Linked DNA regions of Drosophila melanogaster: region 2 is linked to region 1. The links are chromatin contacts, called in public Hi-C maps. All regions are on one chromosome and are shown on one strand. The core of a region is the stretch at or near the end of the contact, and the rest is flanking DNA. Distances in the headings are between cores, read along the strand shown.

Region 1 (2,700 bases), core at 45-2,544:
TGGGTCCCTGGAGTACACCGGAGCGCCGTACTTCGCGGCCATTTCCTCGATAAGAGTGGGCGCTGACCTGGCGCATGTGTTCTGCCATTCAAATGCGTCGGCCATTATCAAGTCCTACAGTCCCGATCTTATCGTGCATCCAGTGCTAGACTGTGTGGATGCAGTGGAGAGAATAGCGCCCTGGTTAGAGCGACTTCACGTCGTTGTGAGTAGCCCCCCCCCCCCACCTACATACGTATATGCTACATTTATACAATTAAATGCTAAATTTAGAATCGTTAAGGTTATTGGACCTGGACTGGGTCGGGAGCCGGGCATCCTGAAGACGGCATCCAACGTACTCAAGCTGTGCATGGACACCAAGAAACCAGTTGTCATAGACGCCGATGGACTGTTTCTGCTCAACGACAATCTGAATCTGATCTGTGGACAGCCGAATGTCATACTCACGCCAAATGTCATGGAGTTCCAGAGACTGTTTGGCGAGGATGACCAGGCGGCGCGCCAGAAAATGTCCCTCCTGGGAGCCGGAGTAACTGTCCTGGAGAAGGGCGCCAACGACAAGATCTATCTCCCTCACTGCAACGAAGTTCACTCAATGCCTAGCGGCGGTTCCGGTCGCAGGTGCGGTGGACAAGGTGACCTGCTCTCCGGATCTTTGGCCACCTTCTTCTCGTGGTCACTGCAGTCGGGTGAACCCAATCCCGCCCTGGTAGCTGCATGTGCCTCTAGTTACTTTGTGAAAAAGTTAAACGCGGCTGCATTTCAAAAGTTTGGCCGCAGCCTACTGGCCAGTGACATGGTCAATCAAATACCCAGCGTATTTCAGACCGAGTTCGAAAACAGCGATCCTCAATAGTCATTTACTGGACTTTGAACTAATTCCAGCTGTTTGTTTTTTAAAACAAGGCGACCATTAACCGAATTTTCAATTATCGTGGGATTTTTAATGTCTTTAACAGAGAACATATTGGAATGGATAGAAATGTTATGGGAATTTTTTAATTGCATTTAAACAACGTAAGAACATCTGGTTCGTTAATTTGAAAGCTGCATCTTGTTACAGATAAAATGTTTCGGCATTCATAATAAAACCATATTGATTCAATTTTAATAAACCGTTTAAGCATGACTTCTGTTTTAATAAACAAATAAAATAAAATAAAAGTTTTTTTTAAATGTATGTAGGATAATAAATCATAAAAAAGAAAATAGATTTGATATAGATTATTTTAAAGGTATTGGCGGGAAAAAGCTAAGTCGTCGGTTCCGTTCGGTTGTTGGTGTTTTGCAGCACTGGTCTTCTCGCGAGCGGCATTTCCACGTCAGGTTTATTATTGTTTTTTTGGAATTTATCAAGCAGTGAAAATGCTCCTCAAAAGACTGCCTGGCTTTGTAACACTCTGGGTCGTCCTGCAGTTAGCCGGAGCTGATTCGCCCGAGGAGGAGCAAGGCGTTCGCTACGCAAACCGCTGCGAAGCCTGCAAAATCCTGGCCACCGAATTGGAAGCTCGACTTGGAGAGACCGGCAAGTCGCACGACGTCATCGAAATCGGATACTCCGTTGACGATGTGAAGCCCAAGAAGCGCACTGAATACCGGCGCAGCGAACTGCGACTGCTCGAGTCCCTGGAGAACGTGTGCGAGCGAGTGTTGGAGTACAATCTGCACAAGGAACGCTCTGACAGCACGAGATTCGCCAAAGGTATGTCCCAGACCTTCCAGACGCTCCATGGCCTTGTGGACAAGGGCGTCAAGGTGGATCTGGGAATACCCTACGAGCTGTGGGACAAGCCCCCGGTGGAGGTCACCCAAATGAAGACCCAGTGCGAAAACCTACTGGAGGAGTACGAGGAAACCATCAGCGAATGGTACTTTAAGCACCAGGATGAGAAGTCACTGAAGAAGCATCTCTGCGAGGACCATGTGCTCAAGAAAAAGGCCGAAAGGGAATGCCTCAAGGAGCAGCTTGCTCCTCCGGAGGCTAAAAAGGCCAAAAGGGAAAAAGCCAAGGGCGACAAGGAGGAGCTGTGAGCCAAATAATCCAAGTATATCCTAGGAATCCCTACCATATTGTAATTCCATGTCGAAAAATGTAGATGTAGTGCAGCTGTTGTCGATGCAATTTTTAAAAGTAACACAAATTTTAGTTTTTGAATGAACTCAAGCATTGACAAACTAAATGTAGTAGTTACTTAAATTCCAATGATCTTACTTTTTTTCGAAATGGAAATCATTTTAAGTTTTACCACCTATAGAACAAAGCGAAAAGTGTTTAATTAGCTTAAGTGAACTCACTATGTCTCTCAAGCTAATCTGTATAACTTCCACAACGACTGAGCCACAGAATGCTACTGAAAGTTTCGCCTGGGGCCATTGGCTTATTGATTTCGGCCACGAATTGGGGTCGACAATTAAAAGTTGACTGCCCTCAATGAGGTGGCCAGTCATAACCCCCAGCCAGAAATTCAGGTGTTCATGCCATGTCCATGTCAATAAATGAGATTTTGCGCATTTTCTAGGAACCTACGGCACTGAATGGAAGAGAGTTATCCTTAAATACATGTACATTTTATAACTAACATTTAGTATTTACGATTAAATATAGATTATCTGTGCATACACATTTTGATTTTACTGGGGCACCTAATATGTCGTTTAAAAGGTATCTCGTCGCGAAACCTTTCAAAGTTTAAAAAC
Region 2 (2,700 bases), core at 61-2,560, 160 kb before region 1:
ATCGCGTTGCCCAGAAATCCACTCGTCCGGTCCATGTCGTCGTCGATGCCGCGCAGCAGCTTGTCCTGGTAGCGCACCTCATTGCCTATATCGATGGTGAGGGACTTCAGGGCCCCGATCTTCTGCTTCAACTCCTCCGCCGCCTGCTCGTTTTCCGCCTCCAAGGCGTCGTGGCTCGCAGGATGGGGCCCTGAAGGGTGCTGGTTTAGGGGCTGGTACGGGTAGTTGTTGCGGCGCATACTGCTCCCCGAGTGTGCCAGTTTGGCATCCGGATTGCTGCGGATCGGGTGAATTTAACGAAATTAATTAATTATAAATTAATACAATGCTCACAAATCTCAGTTTTCGAAGTGACACGTAAACGTAAACATGTAATCTCACCCAGCGGCAGAACAGCTGTTGGGATATACGCTTCTTGGCTCAACCTTTGTGGTTGACTGTGCATTGACCCTTGACCTCGTGTTGTGATTTCCAGAATCGGTTGACTAATGCCTCTACTTATTAAACGAAACTTTTTAAATTCTCATGCAATTCAATTTTTAGTCGCCGAGCAGTGTGACCAAAGCGGAGTAGCAAAATTATTCCGTAGCAATGCGTGTGGCAGAGATTACGATTTTCAATTAACCCATTGCTTGCCAATACGCTTTTAATATCGTAAGTTCTTTCTATAAGTTTCCAAAACTTACTATATATATATATATATATTGTTTTAAGATTTCATAAAAATTTGATTAGGGAAATCGGGACAGACAACGAGACAGTCGGCGGTCGGCAAAAATTCACCTCCAAATAACTAAAAAATAAATAAATAAAAATCGTCCCCATGTTCAAAATTCCACAGTTTCACCATCGCCGCTAAAAAAAAATTTGTATTATATTTAGGTGTTCATTAAAATATGGTACGTACAGTTATTATTACACATATTATGTGTAAGAATTATTAGTTTATTATATATAATGCAAAAACAATATTAGTTTAATATTAATTAAATAGTAATTAGGCAATTCAAACATTATTTGTAATTATTTCAAATAAAATAAATAAAATATATTCATAAAAATATGGGACATATGTAAAATATGTCAAAGAATTATTTAATAACAATGCATAAAATACTGTTATTAGCAGTTCGTTTTAATATGCAAACAAATTTAATCAAATATAAATAAAGCATGTTTTTAGTAGATAGTAAAAACATATATGGTTATATGTGGATCCTAAGTACTACTTTTAAATGTTAGAAACAGTGGGTTAATCCGTGTGCCTATTACTGTTAGAGTCGGGTAATTTCCGTGCTCTCGCCTACGGCCACACTGCTCCAGTGTTAGTAACTTAACTTTAGGTAATTTTGGCCATAATTTGGCATGCCGCTCTCGATTTTGTTGCTCCCGCTCGCTTTCATCAACTGGCCGTGAAATCAATAAGCATAAAATATTCAAGTTCGTGCGGTGGCAAGTGCGTCATTATCGAGTTCACTGGTTCGCCGAGATAATGCGACCTTTGCATTTGAATTTTCATTGACCCTGACCAAGTGCACTCGTTTGTTGTTGCTGTTGCTCTTCCTCTTTTCTTAATCAGCCTCCCCCTTGCCCCTTGACGCACTCCTTTGATGATCAAAAAACAATCAGTTTGCGTAATATGCGCCAATGACAACAGCAACAATTACGGCGTGATAAGGACTGGAGCGCAATAACCCAGCGAATCCGAATCACGCGAGTAGAGTTCACTGATAGCACTGCAACTCTTTTCTCTTCTAGATTTAGCATGGCGGAATTCGAGGAGGACTTGCCCCACAATGGCCTGATGGACGGGATCGCCTCGGGAGTGGGCGTTCCCGTGGAGGCACTCCGGCTGCTACTCACCATTCTGGCAGGTAAGATGCCCCAGCAGCAGTGCTTTTTGGTAGGGACACTGAATACTCGAAGTATCTTAAAGTCAAGTGATTAAGTTAAGATATTTTCTCCGGATATTTATATCCGCATATCACGCAAATTCATTGCACATATACGTTATACATATGTTTGCACAGGTGTTTATAAATTATGTACCTATCATTGAAGACTGTGTTATTTTTGATTTTTTTTTTGTCAGTGGTCATATACAACTTGCATGGTTTTAATTGAAATGTATCGTTAAATGAACTTTTTCACAAACTGCTTAGTAACAATAAGATTTAATGCTTAACAATGTTCCTAAATAAATTACAAACCCCTTTAAAATTTTACCATGACTCCCAAAATTCCATAAAAATGTGACTCATTCCTATTAGATAGGAATTTGATTACAGTCAGGCTATGCAAAAACGTTAACTAAACGTGAAAGAATCGTTGAAGCTTCCAAATTAGTTGAAAATGTTTACTACATGATTTAAACTTTGTATTGCTAAATCAATCCAACTAATGTATATAATTTGTTTCAGGTTATCCGGTGGCAGCATTATATCAAAAATTTATTTCTGTTATTGCCGATAAAACAGTGCATCACATGTTCTTTGCTGGATGCGGCGCTGGATTGTGTTACTTTAACTATGGGCTCGACACATATCACTCACTGATAGCCATCCTAACCACCTATTTCCTGGTACTCCTCCTGCGAAAGAAGACGCAGATATTTCTGGCCATCAACTTCGTTTTCCATATGAGCTACCTGCTGCTGGGATATTTCTACACGTCCAGCAATGATTACGATATTCTGTGGAC

What was found. A called contact is a pair of places that touch in the nucleus more often than the background predicts.
Region 2: a contact with region 1 is called in a Hi-C map of the Kc167 cell line, with 5 times the contacts expected there. A contact is called at or near these places in 22 of 107 Hi-C or Micro-C datasets (the Clone 8 cell line, the D17-c3 cell line, the Kc167 cell line and 10 more) and 4 of 7 datasets of targeted methods (the Kc167 cell line and the S2 cell line).

The regions. Positions count from the first base shown.
Region 1 is chr3L:19,094,811-19,097,510 of dm6, reverse strand. CNPYb (Canopy b) reads left to right here and starts at 1,294. Exons shown (of 1, transcript NM_140832.4): 1 at 1,294-2,621. The coding sequence starts at 1,369. The coding sequence ends at 2,034. Naxd (NAD(P)HX dehydratase) reads left to right here. Exons shown (of 2, transcript NM_140833.3): 1 at 1-205; 2 at 284-1,112. The coding sequence ends at 859.
Region 2 is chr3L:19,259,289-19,261,988 of dm6, reverse strand. nes (nessy) reads left to right here and starts at 1,310. Exons shown (of 4, transcript NM_079433.3): 1 at 1,310-1,456; 2 at 1,759-1,874; 3 at 2,421-2,700. The coding sequence starts at 1,766. It overlaps Bet1 (Blocked early in transport 1), which reads right to left and starts at 595. Exons shown (of 2, transcript NM_168789.5): 1 at 334-595; 2 at 1-276. The coding sequence starts at 239. It also overlaps asRNA:CR45210.